Linked DNA regions of Mus musculus: region 1 is linked to region 2. A link is a contact called in public promoter capture Hi-C data. All regions are on one chromosome and are shown on one strand. Each heading gives the region's core, a stretch centred on a gene start, on an enhancer-like site or on the middle of the called end of the contact. The rest is flanking DNA. Distances are from core to core; before and after follow the strand shown. Region 1 has its middle 64 kb from the start of Dnajc5b. Region 2 overlaps Pde7a (phosphodiesterase 7A).

What was found. Capture Hi-C pulls out chosen DNA fragments and counts their contacts.
Region 1: a contact with region 2 is called in a promoter capture Hi-C map of adipose tissue. The contact joins two enhancer-like sites. A contact is called at or near these places in 3 of 484 Hi-C or Micro-C datasets (3T3-L1-derived adipocytes, Th1 cells and macrophages), 1 of 115 datasets of contacts at active chromatin or transcription factors (embryonic stem cells) and 2 of 9 other capture datasets (adipose tissue and liver).

What each region holds. Positions count from the first base shown.
Region 1 is chr3:19,442,036-19,446,413 of GRCm38.p6, forward strand. No RefSeq gene overlaps it. Among named protein-coding and RNA genes, the nearest start is that of Dnajc5b, 64 kb to the right of the region's middle. Within about 2 kb of position 3,061, at least 6 of the 459 cell types and tissues checked have an H3K27ac peak or open chromatin away from gene starts, as enhancers often do. A contact at or near this core is called in adipose tissue, where this site is marked.
Region 2 is chr3:19,237,637-19,242,507 of GRCm38.p6, forward strand. It overlaps Pde7a (phosphodiesterase 7A), which reads right to left. Exons shown (of 13, transcript NM_001122759.2): 5 at 3,510-3,573. Among named protein-coding and RNA genes, the nearest start is that of Mtfr1, 52 kb to the left of the region's middle. Within about 2 kb of position 3,070, at least 53 of the 459 cell types and tissues checked have an H3K27ac peak or open chromatin away from gene starts, as enhancers often do. A contact at or near this core is called in adipose tissue, where this site is marked.

The DNA.
Region 1 (4,378 bases), core at 1,811-4,310, 200 kb after region 2:
CTCATAATTCCATATAGCCACTCATCATCCTGATTCAGTGAGGGCAGGAACATATTAGAAGCTTAGAGGCAGAGTCTAATGCAGAGACCATGAAGGGATGCTGTTTACTGGCTTATTTCTCATTGCTTTCTCAGCTGGCTTTCTTATAGAATCCAGGCCCACCATCCCAGGGGTGTTACTACCCACAATGCTCTGGGCCCTTCCACATCAATTGCTAATTAAGAAAATGCCCTACAGGCTTGTCTGCAGCTGGATTGTATGAGGGCATTTTTTAGTTGAGACTCTCTCCTCCCAGATAATTTTATCTTGAATTAAGTTGACATAAGGCATAAAACTAGTCGGCACAGTGTCTCCTCTCCCTCTTCTCCCTTTCCCCCTCTACCTCTACCTCTCCCCCTCCTCCCTCTCCCTCCTCCCTCATCTCTTCTCCCTCTCCCTCCTCTCCCTCCTCCCCCTCCTCCCTCCTCCCCCTCCCCCATTCCCTCTCTCTTTCCCCTTTCTTCCTCTCTTTCTCCCTTTCTCCCCCTCTTTTTCTCCCTCTCCCTTTCTCCTTCGCTCCCCCCTCCTCTCTCTGTGTACTGGTGGGTATGTGCATATAAATTCAGATGTATGCCTGAGCAGGGTGTATGCCTGCATACACCCTGGAGCTGTAGATGCAGGTGGTTTTGAGCCACCTGTTGCAGGTGCTGGGAACTGAATATGTATCCTTTAGAAGAGCATTAAGTGCTCTTAATCACAAAGCCATACCTCCAGCCCCATTTATTTCTACTTTTGGGAACTCTCTATTCATATCCATAGCTCATTTTAAATTTGGTCACTTGTTTTCTTACTCTTTGTTTTTTGTTTTTTAGTTCTTTGCATATTCTGGGCATTAATCCTCTGTTAGATGTAGAGTTGCAAAGATCTTCTCCCATCCTGTGAAATTCCTCTTTAATTGCTTGTTACCTTTGCTGTAGTGAAGACCTTTAGGTTTATGAGGCCCTCAATTGCTGGCCTTAGCTCCTGAACAAATGGTGCTCTTGTCAGAAAGCCCTTCACACACCTACCTTTTGTAGGGTACTGCCTCTGTTTTCCAAAGAAAACAAAAGTCTCAAAATTTCAGGTTCACATTGAGGAAAAGGCTACAAAAGTGGATAGCTTTGTTTCATTCTTGATTTTAATGGAATTGATCTATTCTCCTCAATACTGTGCTCTCTAGGACTTTTATCATGAAGGTATGTTGGATTTTACCCAAAACTTTTCCTGCATTTATTGAGATTATCATGTGGTTTTTGTCTTGAAGTCCATCTATATGACTTATTATATTTATTAATTTATACATGTGGAACAATTCCTGCATGTCTGGCATAAGCCAACTTGATGAGAGTGGGTAATCCTTTTGATGCATATCCGTAATCAGCTTACAAGCATTGTATGGAGAATTTTTGCATCTATGTTGATCATGAATATTAGCTTGAAGTTCTCTTTGTTGTTGTTGTATCCTTATGTGCTTCGGGTATAAGAACACTGTCTTTGTAGAAGAGTTATGAAGTGTCTTTTCTGTTTCTTCCTTCTTTTTAAAAAATAATTTAAGAAATATTGGCTGTAGATTTTCTTTGAAAAGTCAGGTAGAATTCTGCTATGTACCCATCTGGATATGGCATTTTGTCACTTTCTTGTCTGCATTTGTTACTAGCCTGTTTAAGATGTAGTCTCTCTTTGCTTTAACTTTAGCAGTTTGAATTGATCTAGACATTCATCCATTTCTTCCAGGTATATAGTGGAGTATAGGTTTTTAAGACTATCTTATACTTATTTGTTTGTTTGTTTTAATGTTTCCCTGTCCATCTCTAATTCTGTTAATTTGACTTATCTTTCTCTTTTGGTTAATTGGGCTAAAGGTCTGTTAATCTTATCTCAAAGAACTAGCTCTTATAGTTATGTTTTTGTATTTTTTTTTTGTTTCTGTTTCTTTAATTTCTGCTCAGATTTCTAACATTTCTTGCTATCTACTGGATTTGTTTTGAGCTTGTTCTTGTTTTTTTTTCCCCCCAAATTCTTGAATAGCATTAAGTCATTTATTGTGACCTTTCTAATTGTTTAATGTAAGCACTTAGAGTTATCCATTTCCTTTTACAACTCTTAATACCTCCCAGAGGTTTTGTTGTACTATCATTTTCATTTAATCCTAGGAAAAATTTAACTTTTTTTTATTGACTATTTCTTTTAGTCATTCATCATTACCATGGTGTTATTTCATCATCATAACTTTGTGTCATTACTTGAGATTCTTTTGCTGTTGATTTTAGGCTTTATTGTTTTGTGACCATAAATGATACATGGAGTTATCTTATTTTTCTTACTTTGTGAAGATTTGTTTTGTGTCCCAATATGTGCTGTATTTTACAAAAGCTTCCATGAGCTGCTACGCCTTTGGATGGAATATTATATAAATACCTGTTAGGTCCATTTGATGCATGATGTCATTTAATTCTGTTTTTTTTGGGGGGGGGGAGGGGTCTGGTTAACTTGTCTAATGGAGAAGGTCTGGTATTAAAAATCAACTGCTATTACTGTGTTGAGATGATCTGTTTTCTATTCCTGTGGAACAGTTCTTATGAAATCGATTTTGCCAGAATCTATTGCATATGTTCAGGGTGGCAATATCTCTTGGTTAACTGTTCCCTTGATAAGAATAATAGGTCCTTTATCTTTTATTTCTTTCAGTTGGAAGTTTATTTTGTTGGCTATTAGGATAGTGAGACCTGCCTACTCCCTGGTCCCATTTGCTTGAAATGCTTTTAAAACATTCTTTTGATTTAAAGTGGTATCTGTCTTCAAAGCTAATTTTAATCTCTAACAGACAGCTTTTGTTTCTTATCTATTCAGCCACTTGTATCTTTTGAGTTGGAAGCTGGGGCCATTAGTAAAATTATTATTTATAAAAATATTATTGAAAAGTGTGTGTTGGTTGTCATCATTTATTGTACATTCTTTGTATTCCAGTGACTAGGGCTTCATTTGTTTTCTTCCTACAGTCTCTTGGCTTTCAGTATTCTCTGGAGAGCTGGGTTTGTGGACACAAATTCTTTTGGCCTGTTTATATCATGGAAAAAAGTTCTTACTCGGTCGACCATGGCAGATTGCTTGGCTGGGATTAGTAGTCTAATTTGGCAACTGTGGTATTTTAGAACTTAGAGTACACTGATCTAGGTTTTTCTGGCTTTTAAACTTTTCATTGAGAAATTAGTTATTATTCTGATGAGTTTTCCTTTATATGATTTTTTTCTCTTGCAGATTTTGGTATTTTTGTTCTGTATATTTAGTGTTTTAACTATACTGTGCTATAGGGAAGTATCTTTTATGATTACTTACTTTTCTCATGTGTATGCTTCTTGAGTCTGCATGGGTAATCTTACCTTAATTTCAGGGAAGCTTCTTTTTATATCTTATAGAAGATCTGGTCTAAGACCTGGGTTTTTTTTTTTTTTCTGTTGTCTATAATTCAGAAGTTTGTTCTCTTTATTGTATCCCATCATTCTTGCATGTTTCCTTTATGTACGTTTAATTTTTCATATTTTTTGCTTATGTAGTTGAATTCCTCTACCTTGTCTTCAAGTCCTGATAGATTGTCTTCTACTTGATCCATTCTATGTGTAAAGTTTTCCCCTGAGTTTTATAGTTTGAATATTGAGCTTTTCAATTCCATATTAATTTCAGCTTGAGTTCTCTTAAATATTTCTCTTTGCTGAATTCAGTTTTATGTTTCCCTGCTATTATTGAAAAATGATTTTTTCTTTCATACAACATATCCTGATCAGTTTCCCCTTTCTTTACTCCTCCCCTTTCTTTACCCCTCCCCTTTCTTTACTCCTCACCTTTCTTTACCCCTCCCCTTTCTTTACTCCTCCCCTTTCTTTACCCCTCCCCTTTCTTTACTCCTCCCAAATCCTCTGCAGCTCCTCTCCTATTTGGATTCACTCTCATTCTGTCTCTCATTATAAAAGAACAGGCTTCCAGGGAATAATATTAAAATATAAAAAAATAAAATAAAATATAGTAAGATAAAACAAAAACCATCTCAGTAAAGTTAGACAAGGCAAACCAAGGAAAAGAGTCCAAGAGGAAGCATGAGAACCAGAGACCTACTTGTTCAGATGCTCATGAGTCCAGTAAAATTACTAAATGGGAAGCTATAGTATATAATGCAGAGGACCTAGTGCAGACCTGTGCACATGCTGTGCTTGCTGCTTCAGTCTCTGTGAGTTCATACGAGCTTTGTTCAGTTGATACAGGGGGCTTGTTTCCTGGTGTTCTCCATTTCCTCTGGTTCCTAATGCTTTCTGCCTCTTCTTCAGACTTCTCTGACCCCTGATGGGAGGTAGGATTTGATGGAGGC
Region 2 (4,871 bases), core at 1,820-4,319:
TCATAATTTACTGCATCACAGATAACAGTAACATGCATGTGATTCTAGTTATCCTCTGAACTCTATGATATTGGTAAATATGAAAAAGAAAAACTAATCTCTCAGTAAGAATTTATAATATTTAAAAGGGCTAATAAAGAATGAACTAACAACTCATCAAACCACTGTCAACAGAACCCATCGATGGATACATGTAACAACTTGCAGAGAACGTCATGAAGGCAGGGGAAGGCCACAAAGAAGATTTTTAAATATAATATTGTTTATTATTGTGTATTGAAACAAACATGCATGATGGGAGCACATATGCCATGGTGTATGTGTGTGTGTGTGTGTAAAAAGTCAAAGGACAACCTTGGGGAATCAGTTCTCCCACCTTTCTTGGGAATTGAACTTAGTTCAGCAAATGAAGACACTTCCTGCAAAAGCCTCATGACCTATCTTGCTGGACCATAAGGATTCTTTTACAGACAAAGACACACACGTATATATGCAGGTATGCATGCCATGGTACACATGTTGGAAGTTGGAGGACAGCTTGCAAAAGTCATTCTTGCTTCCTAGCATGTAGTCCAGAACAGCAAACTCATGTGTGCTGCTTTGGTTGCAAAGGCATCTTGCCAGCCCCAAGATTCTTTTAAAAGGTGACTTGGCATATCATCACCATATGGAAAGTAGTAAGTATAACCTTAAATTGGATGCCAGTGAGTCAGGCATGGTGGCACAGATCTTTAATCTCAGTATCTGGGAGGGAGAGGCAGGAAGAGCTCTGTGAGTTTGAGACCAGCCTAGACTACATACTGAGTTCCAGGATCATCAGGACTATAAAGACATTCTCACAAGGTCTGAAAAAAAAAAAAAAAAAGCAGGAGGAACAGAAAGAAGAGAAAGAGGGGGAGGATGAAGAAGAGGAGGATGATGAGAAGAATGAAGAGGAGGATGAGGAGGAAGAAGATGATGATGAAGAGGAAAAGAAGGAGGAAGATGAGGATGAGGAATAGGACAGTGAGGAAGAACAGGAGGAGGAAGAAGAAGAAGAGAAGGGGGAAGAGGAGGAGGAAGAAGAGGAGAAAGGAAGAAGAAGAAGAGAAGGGGAAGAGGAGGAGGAAGAAGAGGAGAAAGGAAGAAGGAAGAAGTAGGAAGGGAAAAGGGAGAAGGGAAAAGGAAGGGAGGAGGGAGGAAGGAAGAGGGAGGAGGAGAAGAAAAAGAAGGGAAGAAAAGAAACAGTATTTAGAGTAAAACTGCCACAATGAACCAACCCCCCCCCCCCAAAAAAAAAATACAGACCAGCTAAGATGTAGTGACTCTCCATGAGAGCTTGAGTGGAAACACAGGCTGGCCACTCTCCTCTCCATGAACCAGAGGTGGTCAGGAGCAACAGGCACAATCCTGTTCACATCCCTCTAACAGAAATGTCAGACAGCAACTGTTCTCCTCCTGGGAGCAGATGAGATGAGGTATACCGGTTCTGGGGCAAACCAACTCAGCTCTGTCCCCTCCTGCCTGTTTTCTCCCCTGTACTACCAAGAGGGTACCAGAGTAAAACTATAAAGAACCACTGGGTCAATAAGCAAGCAGGGGCAACTATGAACTTGGATATGGTAAACACAAATCATGTATAATTTTAGTTCTAAAAGGAAACCATTTCAACTACATAATGCAAGTTGAAGAACAGTTTTTTTCCTGCCCATTTGTTCAATTACATTTCTTCAAGTAGAAAATCTCTGTGGTTTCCAGGGGCTATAGTTAGCTTCCTATAAAAGCAAAGGTGGGTAGCTAACAATAGGTGGTTTTATCTAGGACCAAGTAATTGGGCCACCTTCTCCACAAAGCCAGTTCAAACAGGGTGGTCTACGGAAAGCAACTGTGGCTGACATAGAATACAGACACACTCACTAGCTTTCATCCTAAGACCCTGACTAACAGGTTGTGCACTTTTTAAAAATCAAATTTAGAAAAGAGCAACTATATTAAGGAATGGCAGGCATCCTAGCAGCCCAAGAATAGACTATGAGCTATCAGTTTATATAAGGCTAGTCTTTAAAAATGTTATGGCTGGTGTTGTTTCATCTATATTTATCTTATGATAATAACTGAAGTTATGTTTGTGTTGAGTTAGAAAAGAAAAATTTCACAAATCTTGAAGGAGGTGGGCATCTAATAATTCACTGCTTGTATTAAAAAAAAAAGAAAGAAAAAGAGAAAGAACAATCCCCACAAGGCCTAGAGGAAGGTAAATTGCCTTTTCGTTAGGGCACCATGGCTAGATGCAGCCAGCGAGAGGCAGAGAGAGCAACAGGACACAAAGCACCCAAGGGTAAAAGATAGCGACAGGGGAAGAGCAGTGATGCCTGGCGCTGTTCCGACACAGGCAAACCTTAAGGTCCCCACCACCTTGCCCTTCAGGCTCATCTACTTCCTGTCTGCAGTGCAGAGATAAGCAGGGCAGGTAGAGCCCTTCTCGAGAAAGTAACAGTGACACCCAAACAACCACAGCAGTGCTGGGGAAGGTGGCAGCGGTCACTGGGTAAGGTACTTGTATCTACAAGCTCAACAAACTGAGTTGGAACCCTGCAATCCATAGACAGGAAAGAGAACCCACAACAGCATGCTATCCTCTGGCTTCCACATGTGTATTGTGGGCATGTGCATACACACCTCCATAAATAAACACATTTCTAGAAGAAAAGAAAAGCAGGTAACTTTAAAGTCAAGCAGGGGACACATTACTCCGTCCCTAGCAACAGAAAAACTGAATTCTTTGTGTAATTCTATTAAAAACCTACTTTGGCAAAGGGGCAAAGACAGGTAAGTATCACCAAGAATCTGTCAAATATGTTATTCTTAAAAAAAAAAAAGTTTCCAAATAGAACCCAGTTTTGATTATAAAGAGAATTAAAAAAAAAAAAAGCAATATCAACCCCACATAAAAGCTGGGCTCAGCTGGGGCAGGAGAGCTTAGAATGACCTATGTAACATTTCTCCAAACCTCTCTTAACTGTCACAGAGTCTGACGATACGCTCTTCTCCAGCGTGGGGAGGCAGTGCCAAAGGCAGGCTGTGGAACCACGCTAATCCTCTGCAGCAGGTAAGAAAAAAGGCTCGGGGCCAGCACACTCAAGAAAGCAAGCAGCTTGGGGGAGCAGGCCTTTGGGAAAAATCTAACTACATGGAAAACTGCGTCAGAAGATGCCACTGTAAACAGTCACACGCTGAAGAAACTGAGAAGAGAAAATGAAGACTGCAGTGAGACTCAGGCTGAGTTATTAAAAACGGCAGTAATAACTGCCAACTGGTCCAGTCATGATGAAGTGATTACTGTCAAGACTAATAGTAAAAACAAAAATTGTGAAATGATTTCTGTTGTTTTTTTGAAAAGTGACTAACAAAGACAAAATGCTGGCACAGGGTCACAGTCCAAGTGAATGACAGCAAGGACAGAGCACACTAAAGCTTCAACATAGGCGAATGACCACAGAAACTCGAGTATTGTCAAATGCTTCACTTACCATTTGTTAGTCTATCAAACAGAAAGATATCAAAATTCCAATTTCCAACTTTTTCCAGCATACACTGAAATGAAAACCAAACATTTCTACTGTAATTTAATCTCAGTAAGACCCACTTTCGGCAGATAGACCATAGCAACGTTCATGGAAACGACCAAGTGGCTGACTGGCTTTGAGAGACGCCGAGATCATTTACCTTCGTTCACGTTCTGTTCTAGGTTTGTGGGCAGGGTTGCACTGTACAGCCCTGTCTACAGCTCACGGCAATTCTCTTGCTTCAGCCTCCCAAGAATGGGGCGTACCAGAGTGTGCCACCACACTCTGCTCTCAGCCTCTTCTTAGTTATGACTCTTTCCACTGGCTCAAATATTCTCTAGAGAAATAAATTCCACTTGAGAACAAATTCTTTTGTTTTTCAGTTAATCATAGAGAGGTCAGGTCAGTCTTCCACCCTGTTCCTATGGCCTACAAATTTAGGAGAATTCTGAAACAATTCACCATCAAATAGTCCATGTGCTGCAGTCTTAAATCAGATTTTAAAAGTCTGGCAGCGAGTTCTACTGGGTACCTGGTGAGCAGGCGAGGCACTCAAGCCTCACCGACTCCTGGGAACAGGCAGTAAGTACCATGGCTCAGCTGTAGCAGAAAGCTGTCATGGTGACTGAAGAGTCCAAGGTCAGGGACTTGGAGAGCACAGTAAACCCACACCACACTGTCACTCAAGTATTTGCTGTTCAGGGTTGTTTGTTTGTTTGTTTTGCTATTTTGGGACAGGGTCTTTCTACATAGCTCTGGCTGTCCTCGAACACAGAGATCTTTCTCCCTCTACCTCCTGGGTGCTGGGAGATTAAAGGCATGCATGGCTTGCTAACCATTTCTTTCTTTTCTTTTGCTGAATTCTGGGGTATTTATTGACAATCTTTAAATATCATTCAAACCTAGCAGTAAAGCAGTCAGCTCTGAGGATGATACACACTGTAGACAACAAACACATCCAAAGTCCACGGCACAGAAGTGTGCGCTTTTAAAGTAAAGGTTTTTATTTTGTATCCCTAAGTTTGCTGTGGTATAAGATGAAGAATTAAACACCACAAGTAATATTAGTGTGACACTTGTGAAGGTTGAAAGCACAGTGTCAGGAACCAGCAATAACACACAGGTCAACACTCTAACCGCGACAGCAGGTCAACAGTTCCCACTGACTGATCTACTAAGCAGGGAATGATTCTTTTCTTTATATTGTAATGAAACTTCAAAGAAGACACCCTGCAGCCAGTCTATATAACTTTAGAAATCTGGCCTGTAAAATTTAAGGAACAAATAAGTTCAGGTACATTAAAATTCAAGATTATATGAAATCCC